Linked DNA regions of Mus musculus: region 2 is linked to region 1. Evidence: chromatin contacts called from public Hi-C data. All regions are on one chromosome and are shown on one strand. Each heading gives the region's core, a stretch centred on a gene start, on an enhancer-like site or on the middle of the called end of the contact. The rest is flanking DNA. Distances are from core to core; before and after follow the strand shown. Region 1 overlaps Ccdc148 (coiled-coil domain containing 148). Region 2 has its middle 32 kb from the start of Gm46743.

Region 1 (7,557 bases), core at 3,219-5,718:
GTGAGTTCAGAGTTCAGAGTTCAGGAAGAAGATCTGGTCTAGAGTTTTACTTTGTCAGTCATTTACATGAGATGTCCAAAGCAACGATCCAGGAAAGAAAAGAGACCAAAACTCCTCCTCAGACATGAGCAGGGCAGTGTCAGAGAAAGGATAAGAGAGAAAAGCAACAAAAGATAGACAGACAGACAGACAGACAAATAGGTGATAAATAGATGATAGATCAATAGATGATAAATAAATAGATATAGGTAAATATAGATAGATAAATGAAAAATAGATGATAGATGGGCAGATGAGAGATAGATGCAGAGAGACAGAGAGAAAAGACAGACAAAGGAAAAGCAGCCTGTACTATTTGTAAAGGAGGTGATGAACCACTGAATAAATGCTGCATATGCCAATGATTAATAACTTTTTGGCTCTAAAGGGAGATAGCTGGGAGCCACTTTCATTGGAAAAAGAGGATGTGAATGGCTAGTTGGAGTGGGTTTGAGTGAGTGGGTGGCGAAGGATAGAAGAGAATGAAAGTGGACAACTTGACAATTTTTTTTCTGCCCAGCAGAGCAGCAGGGTCTCTTTTTGCTGTTGAGTTCTCCACTCTCTTATGTTTTCATTTTACTTAAAGTAGGTATAAAAGCAATGTATTTGATGCTCATGGGGATAATCTAGCAAGGGGTAAATTTTAGGGGAAAGGGAAGAAAGGGGGGATGGAGGGATGAAAGAGACGGGGGAGGATGGGGAGAGGGAAGGAGAGATATGATCGGGGACTGAGGAGGCTTAGGATCAGCACTGAGGAGGCTTAGGATCAGCACAGATTCATGTCTGTCAGAACTAAGGTGGGGGCAGCTGATGCATAGCATGTGATTCAGATGCTGGGGACGAGATGTCACAGTGGCCTGGGATTTCTCAGTTGTTATTCAAAACACAAATGAGTCAGAAATGTATGACCCTCTCTACTTATCAAAGAAATGGAGAATAAAACAAAACTCAAATACCTACCTTATAAGAATGGCCAAACAGACAATAATTTTACCCAGGATTAAAAACAGTATGCGGGAAATGGCTATTTATATATAATTGGCATGTGACCTTTCTCAAAGCCACACGATAATTTGTCAAAGGTGGTGATGGCACCAGAAACCTATGGGGCCAAGGACATGGTTCAGTCAGGAAAGTGACTATAAAAGATGGGCATGGGGACCTGAACTCAGATCTTGAGCAACTATGGTCAGACATCTGAAATCCTCATACTGGGGAAGTGGAGACTGAATGAGTCCTAGTCCCTAAAGCCAGCTAATCTTAAATAACTGGTGAGCTTCATATGCAGTAAGGAACCTTGGCACAAAATATATGATGAAGAGTGCTTAGCTATCCAATATCAACTTCTGGTCTCCACATATACACATGGGCAAGCATGCACACACACACACACACGCTTTATATTGGAGGAATAATAGTTGTCTCATCAGAAATAATAATGAAAGAAAAATTCTCTAAATTGAAATAAATATTTTGCTTCAAGTGTACTTAATATTAATTTTTCTCTTCCCAGTGCTAGCAAAATCTTCAAGATTTCCTGTGTTGGTTAGTGTTTTGTGAACTCGACAGAAGCTAACATCATCATGGGAAAGGAACCGTAATTGAGGAATTGCCACCATTACATTGGCCTGTGGGCATGTCTGTGGGGACATTTTTTATTATTATTAATGATGTATAAGGGAGTACCTGTCTCATTGTGGGTAGTGCCACCCCTCAGAGGCTAGTCCTGGGTTCTATAAGAAAGCAGGCTGACCACACTATGGAAAGCAAGCCTATTGGGTAAGCAGAGTTCCTCCATGGTATCAACATCGGTCCTTGCCTCCAGGTTCTTTGGCTTCCCTTTATGACAGTCTATAAATTGTAAGATGAAATAACCTTTTTCTTCACCAAGTGGCTTTCGGTAAGCCACTTTCATGCTTTCATGGTAAGCATCACCATGATGCTTACCACAGCAATAGAAAGCAAGCTAAGACATTACCTAAACAGCGATGCATTAGGCAGCAGTGACATCTGTCATGCTGTGTCCATTCAGCACATTGCGACCCTAATTCTAATTCATAGGGATTTTTTAATGATACAAATAGCTGTGACATGTGTTATGTAAGTACAAAGCAAGCCACAAAGTAGGTTATATAATATATAATGTAAATTCTCTTGCTGTTTCTTAAAGCATGACATATACATCTGTACAAACACAGCAGAAAGATTGGAAACCAAGTCATTCAAATAAACAATAACCACAGTCACCCCAGGTAGTGAAATTATAAACACTTCACACATTTGCTTCTTATTTTCTAAGGCAAATCACAGGTCTAGCATTTAAGTTAAAAGTTCAATAGATCATTGATATTTAACGAGTACCTCTTGCATGATATGACAAGTACCCATGACCTTAATCCTTGCTTTATCTCATTTTAATGGCTGGGTTTTGTCAGGTGAGACACCCATTTGTAAGCTTATCTCTTGGGAGGCAGAAATGAAAAGACCGTGAACTTGAGACCTGCCTGGACCACATAGCCAGACCCGGTCTCAAGGGATGGAAGAAAAAGGGGACAAAGGAAGCTGTTTTATACATTAAATCAGTGCTGTTCAGAGAAAGGAAGGCCATATCCCTAGTTTGGAGCCCTTAGTAATTCAATAGATGAGGTCCTTTCTGTCTGTCTAAATAAGAAAGCTGTTTATACATGCCAGGAAGCTGGTTGCATCTTGAGTCCTAGATTGGAGATGTTTAATGAAAATATGTGAGCCAGATATGTAATTAGTTTTTTTTTAACCAGTTGCACAAAAAAGTTAAAAAGAAAAAGGTGATAATTTTCAAATACATTGCAATGGATATTTCCAAAATATTATAATTGCAACATGCAACACATATTTGAGAACTACTGATGAGCCATTATACACGCTCCTTTTTCATATAGCTTGTGAAGCATGCTCATAACCCAGACCATGTTATCATGGACATTTCCAGCCACACACATGTGCCTGGTGGCTAGCATCTTGGATAGCACAACTTTAAAGGATGGTCTAATTTACCAAAACACATTATAAAAACAATCTGACTACAGTGGAGCCTCACCCTTCATCCATCATACTGGCAAAACACTCTGGATTCTGCTGTGGTGAATTAGGTCTGCGTGTCATTAAGAACAGGAAGGCGAATTTAATTGCATCTTTTAGACTCAAAAGAGAGATCACAGCTTTAATATCCTTATATTTAGATGAATTAATCATATAGCTGAGACATAATTGTGTGATTGGCCCATTCAGTTGCTTCAGAGATGAAGTCAATATGTAGACGACAGCAGCAAGATCACAAGTGATTTATAATTTATTGTTGATAGGTATATTAAATTTTGTACTGTTGGCTCATAATGAATATTCTGAGATCTGAATCTGACTGCTTTAACAGTGAGCTCTCACAAAATAGCCAGTGCTCTAGGATCATGCTTTTCAACCTAATTATTTCGATTCATCGTATTTTGTTAGCACTGTTCAAGGTGTCACTTTAGTGCTCTGGGAACATTTCAAGTTTGTGTATTTGTCTCTGAATTCAGAAATAATTACATTACAGAAAAATTTAAAAACAGAGGTAGGCAAAGAGAAGAAATGAAGTTAATATAAATCCAAGAGAGACCCTAGAGTAACACTTTTGTTTATGAAAAGGAAAACTCTATTAGCATATCCACCACTTCCCTAGTTTGAATTCCACCTGTTGCTATTCTGTTCAGGTTCCTCACTTTTGAGTAGTAGGTATTCTACATTCTGATATTCTTTTAGAAACTTTGAAATGGCTTGCTTGCCACTGATATATATATATATATATATATATATATATATATATATATATATATATATATATATATATATATGAATGATTAATCTCTTCAGTTGGATTTCAGAAATGGAGATTCTGAGTCAAAGAATATTGTTAAGAATATTGTTATATTTCCTTGCAGAAAATCAACCTAAGTTATATTTTCATTTTCTTCTCCTTTTAGGTTTCTCCTCCTCTCCTCTCCTCTCCTCCCCTCCCCTCCCCTCCCCTCCCCTCCCCTCTTTCATCTCCTCCCCTCCCCTCCCCTCCCCTCTTTCACCTCCTCCCTTCCCCTCCTCTCCCCTCCTCTTCTCCCTCTCTCCCTTTTGTTTGTTTTAAGACTGACTCTTCATACCTGGCTGACCTCCAACTCACGAAAGCATGTGATCCTGAGCTCCTGATCCCCCTACTTGCCAATGCTGGAGTCTCAGTCTTGTACCAAGGCCAGCACAAACTATAACATGCTTCACCATTTGTTTCATCACTAGACTTAATGATAAGGCCTTAGAGATTGCTGTCCCAAGGGCACATGGCCAGGGTCCTGTTCATGATCTTTCCTCGTGTTCCCATGTTTACCAACACAGCTCACCTCTCTCACTGTCCTTCAGTAAAAAGAGAAACACACACATTTCCCCTTGCCAAAGCAAACGGTATTCTCCATTGCTACTAAGGATGAACTGGGACTAGTCAGTGCCAGAAGACAACATGGCCTCATAAAAGTTTAAACAAACAGATGCCTGTGTATGTGTCTCCTCCCGATGAACACAGTGAGAGGAAAGCAGGGAAATAGCAAACCAGAGATGACATTGGTTCACAGACAAACGAAGCCACAAGTTAAAACATTACAGTTTAACCACCACTGGGCATTTTGTCCGATGTACTCCCAGAACTGTCGGGAAGGTTCAGTGCCCGAGCACGACCAGGCTCAAGCTCCACATGTGGACCGCTGTTGGTTGTGTGCCAAAAGTGATTATCAAAGGGAGAGGTTCCGAGAAAGCAGCATAGTCCTCTGGTCTTCAAGGGTCTGCTGAGTCCCATCGGTTAGCCAGCCCAGACAGCCAACGTTGGCCACTGCAGTCGCCACCTCCCTGGTGCAGTCCATGGGGAAAGCCCCACTCACTGCTGACTTTTGCATCTGTTGGAGGGTGGGTAATCACTGCACACAACTTTCTGTTTGCCATATAGCTTTAGCAGCATTGTTTTAAAAGAAAAGTTGCATAAAAATTATGGGTTTATAATTTAATGTTAGCTCATACCAGAAAACAAATTTAGCAATTACTAAACTAGCTTTGGGGGTGGTGCAAGAATAAAATATTTGTTTTAATTTTTTTTTTTTTTTTTTTTGCCTATAGCAGAATGCATCCTATCAAAAGATCATGAATCTCCCTGTTAAAAGATTTAAACATTTTTTACTTATATGGACACACATGAGTCTGTGTGCATGTATGTACGTGTGTATGTACGTGTTGTTACATGCCTGTGGAGGACAGAAAAGGGCTTAGATGCCCTGGAACTGGAGCTATCGGCATTTGTGAGCTACTTGATGTGGGTGCTTGAAGCTGAACTTGTGTCCTCTGCAAGAGCATCAAATGATCTTAACTGCTGAGCCATCTCTCTAGCCCCAGGGTCTAAGTTTTATGCAACATGCCACAATGTTTTCTTTGAGTTTACTTCGTTGAATTTTGTTTATTTGCATGTCAGAACTTATAAAGTGTAAAAACATTTGTTATGTCTTTAATTCAACAGTCCTTAAAAAAAAAGATTTGATTTTAATATTGTGCATCCGTGTGTGGGTGCACAAGAGTCTAGGTGTCTAAGGAGGCCTGAACAGGGCATGCAGTCCCTTGGATTTGGAGTTACAAGTGGTTGTTATTAACCTGATGTGGGTGCACAGAACCAAACTCAGGTCCTCTGCAATAGTTAGCTCTTAACTTCTGAGTCAGATCTCTAGTCCCTAAGCAGGCTTTATTGTTAGCATCCTTAATGCCTACACCTGATTAAAAGACAAAACAAAGCAAAGAGATAAATGAGCGAGCAAAATCCCTTTCACTTTTAACCGGCATGTAACAGTTGTATATAATTATATAGTGTGAAACGTTAATTCACACACACACACACACACACACACACACTGGTACTTGGCATTTCGATCACTCTCTACCTTTCTGATTCTTCTGAGCGTGGAGCAATAAAATCCCCTCTCCTAGCAATTTGAAATATTTGATTATTTCTTGTCTATCATCACTTTTCCATGGTGCTCTAGAACATTAACTCTTTGTTTCCCTCCCAGTTCATACCTACAAGAGTTGACCATCCTCTCTAGGCTGCCTTTATGTACACCCTTCCCTGGCTCTGGTGACCACTGTTCTTTCTGCTTCCTGGAGACAAACCTTTAGCTTCCATAGACAAATGATATCAAGTAGTGTGGATCTGCCTGTGCCTTACCAATTTTACTCAGTACCCTCCCGTTTCATCTACAGCATGGCAATGGACAGAATGTCAATGTTCAGGGTAGTACTGAGTCTCTGCTGTCTATTTGACCACCTCAGAGTCTCCACAAAGAGTCTCCACGAAGAGGGACCCTCACCTGAAAATTTGCCTCAATCAGTGTGGTCTCTGGCATGCCTGTGCATCATTTTCTTAACTGCTAATTGATGCAGGAGGGCGCAGCCCGCTGTGAGGATCCTCTCTCAGCTGTGGGCCTTGGCTTTGAGAAAGCTAGGGGAGAGGCAGAAGCCAAAGGGAGTGCGCCAATGAGCAGTTTTCCTTCCTGCTTCCTGCTTCCTGCTTCCTGCTTCCACCTCCACAATGATTTGCTGTCTGTCCTTGCTTTCCTTACGGATGGATTCTAGCTTGGAAGTGGCAGCCAAAAAAACTTTATCCACTCCAGGTTGCTTTGGTCATGGCGTTTATCACAGCCACAGAGAAGCAAACTAGGGCAGTAGGTTTTACACATATACGTATCCAGACATTTATGTATTAAGCCTAGATTTTCCAGTTATTTTGTACATAGTCTTTTATTAATTTTTGTATTTCTTTGGTGTTAGCTGTGACCTTTTTTATGTTTGATTTTCTTTATTGGAATGTTCTCTGTTTCCTATAAATAAGTTTGTCAATTTAGCTTGTCTTTAATTTTATTAGTCTTTCATAGTTTTGTCTCGGTTTCATTTATTTTCCTTTCTGTTCTGGCTTTTGTAATATCTTTCTTTTTATTAATTTTGGATTTGGTTTGATTTCACATTTCTTGTTACTTGAGTTGGATTAGTAGATTATTAATTTAAAATCTTTCTAATTTTAATCAATTATGTTTATTTCATTATAATTGGATGTTCCAGCATTGGATGCCAATATAGTTATAACTGTTGACTCTGTTCCATTGTCACTAAATTGTGACAGTATTTTTTCCACAACATTTAACCCAAAGTCTCTATTCTATCTGATATCAATAGTGGTACTAGTTACTTTGGACTTCTAATTACATGATGTATCTATTCCTGTTCCTTCACATTCAATTTCTGTGTATTATTACTTACACACTGAGTCCCATACAACATATGGCTAGGTCCCATTAATTTTTCCCATATAGCCAGTCTATAGTGAGTAAAAAAAATTATTTGCATGTGTGTTTGTCACATGAGTATACATGTTCATGCATGTGTGCATATGTGCATGCTGGTCTCTCTCTTTCTCTCTCTCTCTCTCTC
Region 2 (7,557 bases), core at 2,834-5,333, 460 kb before region 1:
AGTTCTGCTGGGTTCCCTGTTGTCCGATGGCATTTCTATTATAGTTTCTTATCTTGTCCACTGAGTAGTATATACACCTCCACTACAAGCGGAAGACTCACCGGTGACTTAATGGGTTTGCTTAAAATGTCATTTTCCTTTCTCTGTGTGAGCTATTTGGATGATCTACATGGCACCCTATATTTGTCCTCTTGTCACACCACACAGAAGAATATTCTGAAATCACAGGAGGTGACAGATTTGGGCCTCAGGTTATCCCCTGAGTAAATGAGATGCTGTGGAGAAGTGAGGCAGCAAACAGGAGTGGCTGAAGCTCACCAGAAGCCACAAGACAATCAGGAGGGGTGGAGCATGATGGGTACTGAGATAGGGCCTGTGGGTATGTAGCCAGGTGAAGTATGTGGGAAATAAAGCGAGTTTCTCCGCTCCTGAGGGTTTCTCATGTAATATATTTTCTAAAGGTGAAAGCATATTTATGATCAGTATGTGGTTGTTGTAGATAGCTTGAGACTAAAGATGGAAGTTTATCGTTTAAGCAGGGTGTAATAACCATGGATTCTTATTTCCTTTCCCCAAGTGCATTCTTGTGAAATAATAAGTAAAATTGAGGCATCAATATTTGCAGAAAAATGGTGCTTGCCTTACCTGACTCCACATATAAAATCTGAAAAGGACTAATTTTTTTATTTTAATTTTTTTTGCCTTGGGGGGGGGGGCAGGACATGGATATGAAGCCAGGGTAACTTTGAACTCGAGGCAATTCTTCTGCCTCAGCCTCCTGGGTGGCAGAACTACAGGTGTGTATCACATGCTGAGGTTTTAAAAGGACAATTGAAAATTAATAATGTCTTGGTCCTTTTATAAAGCCAGGTCCTCTAATTTCTCATCACAATAGAGGATGTGTGTAGAATCTTTCCCTAAAGGGTTTATCTTTGTGCTGAGGATTGCTGCTAGCTCTATATGTCTCTCAACAGGAAGAAGTACAGAGTCAGCTCAAATGTAGTGAATTCTCTCTGGCTGGATAACTGCTCCCAGCCCCTTTTTGAGGGGAGGGGCTTATCAAGGGAGTTAATGTTTAATCATTATACTAGGAGCATAATGAAGGATAACTGTGGCAGAAGCTAGGGAACTAAGAGTCAGAAAGGAGGAACTTGTAAACTGTCAGTGATGCTTCCGTTTTATGGGTGTGGAATGGATGGATGTATACGTTTGCCTTTTACATTCCTGCTAAGGGACTTAGAGTGCCGTCCAGTCAGAGAGCACTTGTCTGGCGTGTGCAAAGTCCTGGGTTCAATTCCAGCATCACAAAGACAAACTCATACAAACTAAATGCCATTATAGGTATGGTTCTTGTTTCTAGTAGCTACAGGGGGGCTGATTCAGGGGAAACAGTTTGTTAATGTACTGAAAACGTCTCTGGGTTTGACAGAGTATCAAACAGGCTACAATTTGAGGACTTCAGAGCACCCCACACCATTTGCCATTTACAGAGATGCCTTATCACAGGGGCAATCTCACTAAAAGTTTCACACTTGGTGCTTATTAATGCTCATTACAGATTATTTCCCTTAGCTTCATTAAACTTTAATCTCAGCTCTTTTCTGGCACATTAACAATATGGCAGACCCATCCTTTCGTCTCAGCTCCAAACTTTGTCTCTGTAACTCCTTCCATGGGTATTTTGTTCCCTGTTCTAAGGAGGAATGAAGTATCCACGTATTGGTCTTCCTTCTTCTTGATTTTCTTGTGTTTTGCAAATTGTATCTTGGGTATTCTAAGTTTCTGGGTTAATATCCACTTATCAGTGAGTGCATATCAAGTGAGTTCTTTTGTGATTGGGTTACCTCACTCAGGATGATATCCTCCAGATACATCCATTTGTCCAAGAATTTCATAAATTCATTGTTTTTAATAGCTGAGTAGTACTCCATTGTGTAAACGTACCACATTTTCTATATCCATTTCTCTGTTGAGGGACATCTGGGTTCTTTCCAGCTTCTGGCTATTATAAATAAGGCTGCTATGAACATAGTGGAGCATGTGTCCTTATTACCAGTTGGAACATCTTCTGGGTAGATGCCCAGGAGAGGTATTGCTGGATCTTCCGGTAGTATTATGTCCAATTTTCTGAGGAACCACCAGACTGATTTCCAGAGTGGTTATACAAGCTTGCAATCCCACCAGCAATGGAGGAGTGTTCCTCTTTCTCCACATCCTCGGCAGCATCTGCTATCACCTGAATTTTTGATCTTAGCCATTCTGACTGGTGTGAGGTAGAATCTCAGGATTGTTTTGATTTGTATTTCCCTGATGAGTACCATCCAGAAACTGCCCCCACCCAGGGATCCATCCCATAATCAGCCACCAAACGCAGACACTATGGCATATACCAGCATGATTTTGCTGAAAGTACCCTGATGTAGCTGTTTCTTGCGAGTCTAGGCCAGTGCCTGGCAAATACAGAAGTGGATGCTCACAGTAATCTATTGAATGGAACACAGGGCCCCCAATGGAGGAGCTAGAGAAAGTACCTAAGGAGATAAAGGGGTCTGCTACCCTATAGGTGGAACAACAATATGAACTAACCAGTACCCCCAGAGCTCGTATCTCTAGCTGCATATGTAGCAGAAGATGGCCTAGTTGGCCATCATTGGGAAGAGAGGCCCCTTGGTCTTGCAAACTTTACATGCCCCAGTACAGGGGAACGCCAGGGCCAAGTAGTGGGTGTGTAGGGGAGCAGGGCGGGGGGAGGGTATTAGAGACTTTTGGGATAGCATTTGAAATGTAAATGAAAAAAAATCTAATAAAAAATGGAAAAAAATAAAAACAAAATAAAAACCAAAACCAAAACAAAACAATATGGCAGACCAACAAAGGAAGGGTAGCCACAGATTTAATTTTATGTAAAATAATAAAATAAAAGGTCAGTGAATTAGATAGATTTGAAGACTGGAGCACTGTGCTAGTCTATGTAGAACATTCCAGAAAGCCTGTAGATCTCAATTGGGAACATCTTTAAAAACAAAAGCAAGGGGCTGGAGAGATGGCTCAAAGGTTAAGAGCAAGGACTGCTCTTCCGAAGGTCCTGAGTTCAAATGCCAGCAACCACATGGTGGCTCACAACCATCTGTAATGAGATCTGACGCCCTCCTCTGGTGTGTCTGAAGACAGTTACAGTGTAATAATAAATAAATCTTAAAAACAAAACAAAAAACAAAATAAAACAAAAACAGAGCTTGTGTATCATCCCAGGTTGGCCTCAAACTCACTACGTAGTCAAGGATAACTTTAAGCTTCTGATACTCCCACCTCCAACTCCCAAGTAGTGCTATTACAGGTGTGCAACGATGCCCGATTTATATAGTGCTGAACAGGCTTGCTAGGGGCTCTACCAGCTGAGACACATCTCCAGCCCTGTGCACAGCCTTGAGGAGAGAACAAGAGCAGTCAGTTGAAACCCTAAGTGGCCTCTTTGGTCTTTACTTTGGGGGCATTTAGATAGCTTTGGTGAGCACAGAGAAGATTTACAGTCGTGGCACTGTTGCACCCTCACTGGCTCAGACTAGACTGGGAGATGGGGGTCCCTTCCACAGGGTCCCCCTGGCTGTACTTGGGGCTGGCTCAGGGATGAAACAAAAGGGGAGGACTCTCACTGTCTGCTGCCCGTCTCTCCACTCTCTTTTAGCCATGTCTTCCCTTGGTGTTAGGTGTTCTCATTAGTCTTTGGTTGCCCAATGTCACTCACTGACTGCTCTTTGTTCTTAGGCCAGCTTTGATCGGCTAATGCTTTGTGCTTCAGACTTTCCATGGCTATTTTCTCTGCCCCTTTGCATTGTCCCTTCAAGGTCTTTCTTCAGTTAATGGAGAAACATTGTTAATGGGGTCAGAAATACCCAGTCAGCAAGAACCTCTTTAATAATGATGGCAACTGGGTGTGTCTGTTTTCCCAGATTTGTCTTCTGATTCCAAATTGGACCTTCTGATAGAAAGATAATTTAGGCAGTCCTCTGGCTGTTTCCACTGGCCACCTACTCTGCCTACATGTGGGCTAGACCACAGACGCAAATGTCTGCTTAATTATTAATGTGATTGATGGTTACCTATTGCTCAAGCTCAAAGGTCATAAATGTTTCACATCTACAGACACTTAATAAGTGCTTGTTGACTGAAGTGACCTTTACAGAGTCTTTGCCTGGTGATTTTTTTTTCTTTAATGTGTAAGTTACAGAGACAGGCAGGCATCCATATTTCAGCAGACACGACTTCAGCAGAGACAGAGCAGAAGCTGTGAGGTGAGGGTTATAATCATGGAGAACAAGGCCATATGATCAGATGGACAGAGTGGACAGCAGGCACCTGAGGCTGTAGGCCAGGGACATTAGCATGCCTGTGTTTGGAATATGATTTGGAAAAGGTGATATGCCATGGGGTCCATCACAGGAAGTGATGGAGAAGGCCTAATGTCAGGCAATACTGAAGCAAAGCAGCAGATGAAAACCCAATCAACCGGTGCATGGAGGGGCTCGAAGCATCTCAGAAGGGCATCTTTCCAGAGTGTCTGGCACCTCTCACATTCTCTTCATAGGTCCACCAGCACCTCAGGTTACAAGGTTCAGGCCTTACCTCTAGGAGACCTTGATGTCATGGGGCTCTTCGTATCAAATGATCGCATTCTGTATTCTCTTACTAAACTACGGAGGCAGGACAAGGACCAGTTTTGGTGACTAAGAATCAGGCCCAGGGTTCCATAGGCAGTAGGAATTGAGAAATAGTAGTGACTAAAAGTCTTTGGCTACTTGATTTGGCCATACGGTTCGGCAGAGCAAGAAGTAGACTTAGAGGGAGTCATGGTGACTAGTCTGGCTAACTTTGGGCCACACATGCCCTTTCTGAACCTCAGTCCCCTCTTTTCTATGGAAGAACAATTGTGACAATCCTGCCTGCCAGCCAGGATCCTCGAGAAGGTGAAATCAGATCATACTTATAAAGTGCCTGGTCTGGGCCACAGAGATGGTTCAGCCAATAAAGGCACATACTACCAGACCTGACAATTCGAGTTGATCCATGGGACCCAGGTGGTAGAAGAAGAGAACAGACTCTCGTAAGTTGTTCTCTGACTTACACACATGTGCTGTGGTATGGGTGTACATTTACACACACAGTAAATAATGTAATACCTGTTTTAGGGGCCAGAGAGATGCTCTATAGGTAAGAGCACTTGCTCTTTCAGAGGACCTGAGTTTGGTTCCTAGCATCCGTGTTGAGCAGTTGACAATCATACTTAAGCTCCCGGGCATCTGATGTCCTCTTTTGATCTCCAATGGCATCCTATGTACACACACACACACACACACACACACACACACACAAAACACACACACACACAGAGTTAAATAAATCTTAAAGAGTTTTTTTTTAAAATATTTATTTATTTATTATATGTAATTACACTGTAGCTGTCTTCAGACACTCCGAAGAGGGCATCAGATTTCGTTACGGATGGTTGTGAGCCACCATGTGGTTGCTGGGATTTGAACTCAGGACCTTTGGAAGAGCAGTCAGAGCTCTTAACCGCTGAGCCATCTCACCAGCCCTTAAAGAGTTTTTTTAAAGTGTTCAGTGAACTCTAAAACACCAGAGAGAAGGAACAACACAGATGTCCATTTTTATAGACAGGTACTCTATTTTTAAAAAAGATTTTTTTTAGTTATTATGTGTAAGTACACTGTAGCTGTTTTCAGATACACCAGAAGAAGGCATCAGATCTCATTAGGGATGGTTGTGAGCCACCATGCGGTTGCTGGGATTTGAACTCAGGACCTTCAGAAGAGCAATCAGTGCTCTTAATCGCTGAGCCATCTCTCCAGCCCAGATACTCTTTTTTTTTTTTTTTTTTAATTTACTAAAATATCTCTGCAGTACTATTTGTCCCTGTTTTTCCTCCCTCAGCCCTCCATCTCTGCCTTGATAAGCTAGACTCCTCTAGATACCTCACGGGAAATCCCAAAGCTTTTGTCTTTAAGGTACTAACTTGATTTCATCTACATAATGTTTTCAAGGTTCATGCATTGCTGTAGTGTATGTCAGAATTTCTTTTGTTTTTCAAGTCTGAATAATATCCCTTTAAACACACACCTCCCACACACACAACACGTTTTATCCACCCATTTGTTTCTGAAACTCAGACCAGCAGACCCCATGTGTGCTGCCGCAGTACTGGACACTGCTCTTAACACTGTGGGAACTGCTGGCTCCTTGCTTCTCCTTTGGGGTCCACATCTAGATTGGAACCTCTGGGTCTCTTCCGTACCATTTCTACAGCGGCTGCAGCGTTCTACACTCTGACAAGGAATGCACAGGAACACCCGGTTCTCCTTGATAACAGTCTTACATTGATGTGAGTGAAAATCTATCTTGACTTACCTGGCAACTGTCTCACTTTAAAAACAACAACAACAACAACAACAACAACAACAACAACAACAACAACTCGTTTATTTATTATTTTGCTTGTGTGAAGGACATCAGTTCTCTCCTTCTGTGTAGTATCTAGGGATTGAAATCAAGCTGTCATCCTTGGTAGCAAGTGCCTTTACTGGCTGGACTGTCTTTGCTGGCCCTCTTTTTTTTTTTTCTTCTTGCTTGTTTTGTTTTGTTGTGTTTTGTTTTGTGGAGCACTGGTTAGTTTTTGTTAACCTGACACAAAACTAGTTATATCTGGTTTAAGAGAGAATCTCAATTGAGGAATTGCCTCCATCAGATTGGCCTGAAGGCAGATGGGGTTGGGGCAGTGTTTTCTTGATTAGTGATTGACATGGGAGGGCTCAGCCCATTATGGGCGGTGCCATGCCTGGGTGGGTGGAGCTGAATTGAACAAAACACGTAGGTGGAGTGAGCCACAGAGAGCAAGCCAGTAAGCAGCATTCCTCCATGGTCTGTGCTCCATTCCTCCCTCCAGGTTCTTGCTCGAGTATCTGTCGTGGTTTCTCCTTCAGGATGAACTACAATCTGTAAGATGAAATAAACCCTTTCCTCCCCAAATTGTTTTTGGTCATAGTCTTTATCACAGCAATAGAAAGGAAAGGAATACAGATGGGATCTTACTCTGTGTCCCAGGCTGGTGTGGAACTCACTATATAGCTTAGGCTAGCCTCTGAAGTCATAGCATTTCTCTTGCTTCTGCCCGGGGGTGTTGGGATGGCTGGTTAGTGAGGCCATTTTTGACAGAGAGCACATGATCTTGTAAAGACTTTCGTAAGTTTCCCTTTGGTTGCACGATTTAATTGTGGCAGCTGTGGGAAGTTTGGCTGATCCTGATTTTGGCTGTCTGCACCTTGTTTTACTGGAGGATCTTATGAAGAGGCCCAATCCTTACCAGTCTCTCCTGCCTGAAGGAGGTGTTCTAGGCAGAGCTGCTGGCCCCATGATATGGCTGGATGTTCAAGAACCAACTACTTTTCAAGTTTGGGTTTCCTCTTACAAACAGCTACAAAATAGCATTATACATGTAGGATGGGAGACATTGTTTCCAAACTGATTTTTACTTTTTTTAAAAGA

Evidence for each region. Hi-C and Micro-C count contacts between places; a contact is called where the count stands out from the background.
Region 2: a Hi-C map of liver shows a contact between it and region 1, with 2.8 times the contacts expected there. The contact joins two enhancer-like sites. A contact is called at or near these places in 2 of 484 Hi-C or Micro-C datasets (bone marrow-derived macrophages and liver).

Annotation. Positions count from the first base shown.
Region 1 is chr2:58,989,817-58,997,373 of GRCm38.p6, reverse strand. All of the region lies in intron 8 of Ccdc148 (coiled-coil domain containing 148), which reads left to right. Among named protein-coding and RNA genes, the nearest start is that of Ccdc148, 170 kb to the left of the region's middle. Within about 2 kb of position 4,468, at least 9 of the 459 cell types and tissues checked have an H3K27ac peak or open chromatin away from gene starts, as enhancers often do. A contact at or near this core is called in liver, where this site is marked.
Region 2 is chr2:59,448,412-59,455,968 of GRCm38.p6, reverse strand. No RefSeq gene overlaps it. Among named protein-coding and RNA genes, the nearest start is that of Gm46743, 32 kb to the right of the region's middle. Within about 2 kb of position 4,083, at least 7 of the 459 cell types and tissues checked have an H3K27ac peak or open chromatin away from gene starts, as enhancers often do. A contact at or near this core is called in liver, where this site is marked.